Regions from separate parts of the Mus musculus genome. Here region 2 is linked to region 1. The links are chromatin contacts, called in public promoter capture Hi-C maps. All regions are on one chromosome and are shown on one strand. Each heading gives the region's core, a stretch centred on a gene start, on an enhancer-like site or on the middle of the called end of the contact. The rest is flanking DNA. Distances are from core to core; before and after follow the strand shown.

The links. Capture Hi-C pulls out chosen DNA fragments and counts their contacts.
Region 2: a contact with region 1 is called in a promoter capture Hi-C map of pancreatic islet. The contact joins the promoter of Akap14 here to the promoter of Upf3b in region 1. A contact is called at or near these places in 4 of 39 promoter capture datasets (cranial neural crest, epiblast stem cells, macrophages and 1 more), 3 of 15 datasets of contacts at CTCF or cohesin (CD8 T cells, large pre-B cells and pro-B cells), 31 of 484 Hi-C or Micro-C datasets (the AML12 cell line, B cells, CD4 T cells and 20 more), 14 of 115 datasets of contacts at active chromatin or transcription factors (the 230-238 cell line, CD8 T cells, the SCID.adh cell line and 7 more) and 4 of 9 other capture datasets (adipose tissue, liver, macrophages and 1 more).

Annotation. Positions count from the first base shown.
Region 1 is chrX:37,108,251-37,112,208 of GRCm38.p6, forward strand. It overlaps Upf3b (UPF3 regulator of nonsense transcripts homolog B (yeast)), which reads right to left and starts at 2,072. Exons shown (of 10, transcript NM_026573.3): 1 at 1,826-2,072; 2 at 898-1,004; 3 at 665-771. The coding sequence starts at 1,981.
Region 2 is chrX:37,165,914-37,170,257 of GRCm38.p6, forward strand. It overlaps Akap14 (A kinase (PRKA) anchor protein 14), which reads right to left and starts at 2,929. Exons shown (of 6, transcript NM_001033785.2): 1 at 2,857-2,929. All of the region lies in intron 1 of Gm39503 (a long non-coding RNA gene), which reads left to right.

The DNA of each region.
Region 1 (3,958 bases), core at 822-3,321:
TCAGGAGTTCATTCCGAAATCTGTTAATGTTACACATTGTGTAGCTTGGATCCCAGGATGCTGTGGTGTGTTCCTGTTATTTGCCGATGCTGAGAATTGAACCCAAGGTCTCACATATCATCAATCATTGCGTTACATCTCCAGCCTGGGAGATGCAATTTGAGGCTTTAGTTTTCCGCAGCTTTGTGAGAAAGGTAAACAGTATTCTAACTGAGGACTAGCAACATAAAGGATACTAATTAGCATCTTTGAGGCAGGAAGTCGACATTTGAAACAAGTATAAAGTATCAAACAGGAGAAATCAGTGGTAATTATAGTCACTGGATCAAAGGAAAGAAATCATAAGTTAAGAAAACTATCTCAGGGTTATAAAAATTCTTTCAATGTTGCACATTTTATCTTAAAGGAGTTTAAGTCTAACCCACACAGACTTGGAGAAAGCATTGTATATTGCTCTCCCACACCCCTTCCTCCCTCTCCTCAACCCTATCTCTTTTCTTCTCTCTCTCTCAGTGGTCATTCTATGTAGTCCAGACTGACCTCAAACTTGGAGTCACCCTCCTGCTTCTGCATCCTTTGCTCTGATTACAGGCACATACCGCAAGTGGCAGCACACACTCTGTTCAATGTAACCATGAAAAACTCTCCTAAATCGTATACTCACCCTTATTGTCAAGGAATACATAGCCATCAAATCGGTCCCTGAATAAAAGAATGTCTTCTTGGTTTTTAAAGTTGATATATGCTCTGGCATACATATGAGGATAAAGGCTGTAGAGACGGAAAGCAATTACGTGACTATGGTTTCAGGTGTCTGACTGAATTGCAAACACATACACATTAAAGACACTAGCCCAAAAAGCGAAAAGGAGGGTAAAATATTAATTTTTTTTTTACCTAGTATCATTAGAAAAAAACTCAAAATAATCGTGCTCAGGCATAGGTTGAAGATGTTCCTGAAGCTGTTCCTTGGTCAAAGTGGGAGGTAATCTTCGAATTACCACCTTAGGAAACAAACGAGGAAAGGAAAATCAGTACATAGCAGCCAACTTTCTGGCATACCAGAATCATGGCTTCTGATAATCGGCTCTAAAATACAGACACTTACAAAAACACCGAACATATTCTCCTGCAATCCAATGCTATGAATTACTCAAAGGTATGGATAACGCGGGTTTATACAAACTCCTGGAAGTGACAACTGTCTGGGGCAAGGAAAATCCCAGGTTCTGTTCTTAAATGGAGTTTAAAACCCATTTTGAACGAATTCTGGTCTTTTGTCGGTGTCGCGACATTGTCTCTCTCACCGGTCTAAAATGCGCTAAATGAACTCCCTTCCCCATTCTGTGTACCACGGAAATCCTTTACCCATCGCCCTCCATCTGTCTGCTCCTCCAGGTTGGTCATCAATCCTCTTAATGTGCTCCCCCAACTCGCTTGCATTAACACGTACTTCACAATTACTCCCACCCCTAACCCCTGGTGTGGCAAGGTCTATTTAGCAATTCAAGCCAATTAAAGTTCCCCTATCTTTCCTGCTGCTCCCCTCTCTCATAACTACCCCACCGTCGCAGCTCTGAACTAACCTTTTCTCATCTGGGAACCCTCCTTTTCCCTCACCCCCACCCTCCATCCCCCCATTTCGGGGGCTTTATCAGAACCTGCTAATCCCATTTCCACCAGTGCGTGAGACAGTGCGAAGCAATTTCCATTCAGTTAGAAACAGAAGAGTTACCCGGGAGAGGAAGAGAGCAGCCCCATTCCCAGCCATGCTCCCCAGTCCGTGGACATGTCCCGCCCTCTTGTGCCACCACCCGATAGGCACCTTGCTCAAAGCTTCTTTCTTGTCCCTGTTGCGATCCTGCCTATCGTCCCCTTTGGCGCCTTCGGCAGTAGCGCCAATACAGCCGCCTGTGGCGCCCTGCGGCGTAAACAGGGTCACTCGTTTCTCCTTAGGCCTATGATCTTTTTCTTCCTTCATGGCCACGGTTACGCTCTTTAGAGCGGTGGCACAGCTGCTAAGCCGTTACGCCGGGCACCTACGACTCTCCGGGAGAGACCTCAGGAGCTCCGCCCCTAACAAATAGCCCTAGTGATAAGCAGAGCCCTGCGTTCCATTGGGCTCCCGGAGATCTCGCGAGAGTTTAAGGCCCTCGGTTTCACTCGGGGTTAGGGTTTTAATACCTGACCTTTACTTCCCGCCTGCCGAAGTCCCCATGCTGCCCAATCCCCTAGCGGCCCAGATTCCCTCGGGGCCCGCCCCTTAGCGCGTCATTAGCAACTCCGCCATCTTGTCTAGAAACGACTCGTTTCTGGACTACAACTCCCAGCATGCAAAGCAGCTGCCCGTTTAGGATTAGAAATGTGGGAATCATCCAGATTTTTAGTATATGTGATCATTTGATCTTAAAAATTTAGTGATTCTTTTTCAGATAAAAATACCATAAACATCTTAAGTATATATGATCCCTTAATCTTTTTGTTTGTTTGTTTTGTTTTTTTGAGACAGGGTTTCTCTGTGTAGCCCTGGCTGTCCTGGAACCCACTCTGTAGACTAGGCTGGTCTAGACCTCAGAAATCCACCTGCCTCTGCCTCCCGGAGTGCTGGGATTAAAGACGTGCGCCACCACTGCCCCGCTATGATCCCTTAATCTTAAAAGTTTAGTGCTTTTCTTTTTCAGATAAAAAATACCCACAAGGTTTTATGCCACGTGAGCCTATAATTGCAGCACTGGGGAATCTGAAAGAGAAGGATCAAGACAAATTCAAAGTGTGGTCTAAATAGCAACTTTCAGGCAAATTAGTGCTAGATAGTGGAACCGTACGTATATCAACCAAACAACCATCAGGTAAATAAACAGATAAGGAAAAGCTATTTAAAACTGAAGTATACTTTCAGAGGCATTAGGATTTACACATGCTCAAGAAACACACAAGATACTAATTTCAATGAATTATAACCAAAATGTATTACATTTGTTTTCACCACCTTTCTTTCTTTTCCAAATTAAAGAATTCTCTCCCAACACTGTTATCCAACAAGATGGGGAAAGGAAAATATCCAACTTGATTCTGTTCACTTTCTTCACTTTGAAAAAGGTCAAATACCCATTAACAGTTGAATGGACAAGCAAGATGTGATACATTCACAGAATGAAGTACAATGCCTTAGTAGTTGGTACATGCCATAAATTTGAGCAATAAAACGGACTCTTTAACCAGGTGTGGTAGCGTGTTCTGTAGTCCCTGCTTTGGGGAAGCTGAGTCAGGAGGGTCATGAAATACCCAACAAGATGTTTTCTGTAGAAGGAAAGAGGGAGGAAATGAAGAAAGGAAGAGAAGAATAAAGCATTTTGCTGGTGTGTCTGTCTGAAGGGGAGGGGAGTCTCCAGTACAGTTTGCTGGTGGCCAAAGAAACAAGGCACTGACCCACCTCAGTGTGGCAGGTTCCTGATCTGGGCAGGTGGTTCTCAGCACCATGATTAAAAATAACCATGGTGTGTTGCAATTAAGAAATGGGGTCTGGAGAGCAAGCTTCCCTCATTTATATTCTGCACTAACCTGAGAACTAAAATTTTGCTGCTACAAAGGATGACCTTCATCTAAGTTGGCCAGATGCTGAAACTTTGGTCTTTCTTGTAGTCCTGTATTGTGTGTGTGTGTGGGGGGGGGGGGTCTGATACTAGCATATTTGTGTGTTAGGTAGACAGAGCTAGCTGAATATGGTGGCAGATACCTGTTCTGTAGCCGGAGCTACTTCCAGTTACTGAACCACAAGATCACTGAGTTCACTCGTCTGGGCAGCAAACTAAAATTTCATTGTTCTCCTTCTCCTCCCCAAGAGACGTACATTTGTTTGTTTGTTTGTTTGTTTGTTTGTTTGACATAGGGAGACAGGGTGTAGCCTTGGCTGTCCTGGAACTCACTCTGGAGAACAGGCTGGCCTTGAACTCCAAGA
Region 2 (4,344 bases), core at 1,679-4,178, 59 kb after region 1:
AGAGAACATTTCAGCTGTGCATGGTGATGCGGCATATGCCTGTCCCAGTATTTGAAAGGCTGAGGCAGGAGAAGAAAATTGTGAGTTGGAGGCCAGCTTAAGCTACATAGTGACACCTTATCTTAACAAAGAAGTAAATGGGCCAGGTGGTGGTGGCACACACCTTTAATCCCAGCACTTGGGAGGTAGAGGCAGGTGGATCTCTGGGAGTTCCAGGTTAGCCAGGACTACACAAAGAAACCTGGTCTTGAAAAAAAATAGAGCTGGAGAGATGGTTTAGTGGTTAAGAGCACAAACTGCTCTTTCAGAGAACTAGGGTTTGATTCCCATCATCCATCTGGAAGCTCACATGTGGTGCACAAATTTACACACAGGCAAAGTACTCATACACATAAAATAAGAATAAACAACTCTTTTGTTTAAAAAAGGAAAATTTTTGTTCCTGTTTGAAGACTTTTTTTGTTTGTTTGTTTCGTTTTGTTTTTTGAGTCAGGGTTTCTCTGTGTAGCCCTGGCTGTCCTGGAACTCACTCTGTAGACCAGGATGGCCTTGAACTCAGAGATCTGCATGCCTCTGCCTCCCAAGTGCTGGGATTAAAGGCGTGCACCACCACTGCCTGGCTGAAAACTTTTTTAAAAGTCATAAATGCAGCTCAAGTTTTCCAAATACCTTCAGCATCTACTGATAATGTGAACATTGGCTCTCTCAGGATTATGGGCCGGGGGTCTATCAAAATAACAGGGGTGTGTCCATCAGGCATTTTTCCCCCTTATATGTGTTTCCCCCTTGAGTTTTGGACTCACTTTCCTTGCTTCACTTCCCTTCCCTCACTCAGAACTGTTCACTTCTGAGAAATCATTTCTAGCAGGCAAATTTCTTTCTTTCTTTCTTTCTTTCTTTCTTTCTTTCTTTCTTTCTTTCTTTCTTTCTTTCTTTCTTTCTTTCTTTCTTTCTTTCTCTCTTTCTTTCTTTCTTTCTTTCTTTCTTTCTTTCTTTCTTTCTTTCTACCAGGTCTCATTGTGTGTAGCTTTGGCTGACCTGGAGCTCTCTGTGTAGACCAGGATGGCCTTAATCTCACGAAAAAAGCCATCTGCCTGCATGATTAAAGGTGTACAAGGCCGTGCCCAGCCTTCTTGCTAGCAAATCTTTAAATGGTAGGAGGGAATGGTAGAAGATGCCTTTCCAAACTGAGAAAGTTATTTATTTATTATAAATAAAGTTTCCAGTTTGGGACTATTTAATGTGCTATGTTTCATTTAACCACCATGACCCTATGAATGAAATGGACACTGGCTATTTTCCACATCCACTCTCCTCTGTCACTACATAGCTAACAGGAGACGCCCACATGAAATGGCTCTCTAGTGCCCTCTAGTGTCCTTGAGAGGCCATACACTAGTAAGTGCATGCTGACAGATTTGTGAGAGGGAAACTGTATTCCGGGACGCCTGTGACTGGATGCCTACAGAAGTTTCCAGTTTCTCAGGGCTACTGTCTTCTACAACTTTTCAGTCTGGTTTCCCCCAACTCTCACTAGCCCAAATAACTACAAATCTCAGCAAGCTGAAGTTTCATTTGCCTCTCTCTCCTGTGGCCACATCTTTATATTTCCATGACCAACTATCTTAATTTTTAGTATGATAACTTGAAAACCATGTTTATTTCATTTTATGTATGCGTCTATGTGCCTTACGTGAGTGTACGTAAGTGTAGGTAAAGGTACTGTGCTTGTGCAGGTGACTTTGGTAACTGAAAGAAGGCATTGGATCCCCTGGACCTGGAGTTACAGGCAGTTGTGAGCCAGCTGATATAGGTGCTAGGAAAAGAAAGAAATGCAAAACAATATAAATTAAGTAAGAGACTTCCAGCCTGCCATGGTGGGGTACACCTTTAATCTCAGTTTCCAGGATGCAGAGGCAGGCAGTTTTAGTGAGTTCAGGTAAGGCTGGTCTACAGAGCTAGTTGCTGCAGAAAGAAATGCTGTCTTGAAAAGCAAGCAAGCAAGCAAGCAAGCAAGCAAGCAAACAAAGAAACAAAAAAGAGGCTTCCAGAGACCTTTCCTCACCGTCAGATAGATCAGAATGTGTTCCTATCTGCAAGCCTCATCTTAAAGTCATAGTTTTTCCATGTATCTCTTGAACTGGGGAGACTCAGCATGTGTGTGGGGTCAAAGAGGTGACTTGCAGAAGACGTTTCTCTCCTTTCACCATGTGAATTCTGGGGACCACCACTTTTATCCACTGAGCCATCTCATTCTCCCTGTAAGACCCTTTCATGAAAAGCAACCCTGTTTCCTTTTCTAACATCTTTTGTCCCAAGGGTACGGTAGACACTGCACAAGGCAACTAAGTTTCCCGTGACCATCAATCAAACAAAATCTGTATACTCTTTAAGCATTCCTGTAATAATTATAGATTAAATGCTCATTTAGGTCTTATTATTTTCATTGTCCACTCAGTTCCCTTTCACCTCAGTTTCCTCTTCTGCAGCTGGCGGAAAACAGGACTATCTGCTAAAAGAAAGTCATTTCAGGCTACATAGCAACTTTGAAACCAGCAACTTTGGCTCACATAGACCCCTCTCTCCAAAGCAACAACAAACCAGAAAGGGAGGAGGAACTGAGGAAGGAAGGAAGGGAAGGAGGGAGGGAGGGAGGGAGGGAGAGAGGAAGGAAGAGAGGGAGGGAGGGAGGGAGGAAGGAAGGAAAGGAGGGAGGGAGGGACTTATCTTCATCCATCAATGGATGCATATCATTCATAGGTATCTCTCCCATTAGCTTCTTTGGGGTCTGGATGATTAATAGAACCACTTCAAGCCCCCTTTCAGGCCTCCCCCTTAGCAAAGAAACCCCAATACCTAAAGATTATTCTTTGAAGCAGTAGCAGAGGAGGCCTTAGCAGTCTCTCAGCAGTGCTGCCCCAAGGTTCCTAAAGAGAATGTTTACAAGTGCTGCCACAGCAACGATGGCAGTTTCAACAATGGGGAGCCATGGGCCTCTGTCAATAAGAGAAAGGAATTTGAGAGGAGAGAGAATGCTGAGTCCTACATGCTATTCGACCTCAGCATCAGAGCTAAACTGTACAAAGCAAGCCTAGCTTCTTCCCAGGAGGCGATGCAGGCCCAGCTGTGCCGGGAGGACTGGTGAGGTGACCTTCTTCAGCCAAAAAGCATTTGAGCATTTGCATGCTGTACAAGTCACTGCATCGAGCTGTCTCCACCTTGCAATAGTGTCCTAAGGTAACTATTACTGTTTCATATTATGTTTGCATGAAGTGAGACACAGAGGGTACCCTGGGAATTGCCAGGAGCTCAAACCCAGAAGTATCTGCCATCACTGCCTACAGTCTGACATTTTCATGTCATCATTCTGAGGTTAGGACTTTATGTGCTGGAGGAGGAGAGAGGGGGAGCAGTGAGTATCTGAGCAGACTCAGAGACAGTTGACTTAGCACTTTTCTTTCTCCATTTCTTGTCTACAAAATACAGATGAGCATGGCTTTAGACAAAGTCTTTTTATAGAGCCTGTGCTGGCCTCAAACATGACGTCCCCATGCCTCAGCCTCCTGAGTGCACCACCATGCCAAACTTAGAACATGTTTCCTCCCTCCCTCCCTCCCTCCCTCCCTCCCTCCCTCCCTCCCTCCCTCCCTCCCTCCCTCCGTCCCTCCCTCCCTCCCTCTGTCCCTCCCTCCCTCCCTCTGTCCCTCCCTCCCTTCTACTCTCTCTTTCCCTCTCCCACCCCCTCTTTTGACAGAAACCTGTTATAGCTCTCTCCTAAGAGGCTCTGTCAGTGCCTGACAAATACAGAAGTGGATGCTCACAGTCATCTATAGGATGGAACACAGGGTCCCCAATGAAGGAGCTAGAGAAAGGACCCAAGGAGCTGAAAGGGTTTGCAGCCCCATAGGAGCAACAATATGAACTAACCAGTACCCCCAGAGCTCCCTGGGACTAAACCACCAATCAAATAAAACACATGGAGGGACCCATAGCTCTAGCTGCATATGTAGCAGAGGATGGCCGTGTTGGACATCAATGGGAGGAGAGGCCCTTGGTCCTGTGAAGATTCTATGCTCCAGTATAGGGGATTGCCAGGGCCAGAAGCAGGAGTGGGTGGGTGGGTGAGCAGGGGGAGTGGGGGGAGGGGATAGGGGGTATTCAGAGGGGAAACCAGGAAAGAGGATAACATTTGAAATGTAAATAATGAAAATATCTAATAAAAATTTATCTACAACAATTAAGCATATTTAAATCTTATAAATTATAAATTTTAATGAGAATTATTATGAACTAAACTTTGTAAATTACTATAATGATTTTTAAAACTCAGGAACAAAATATACT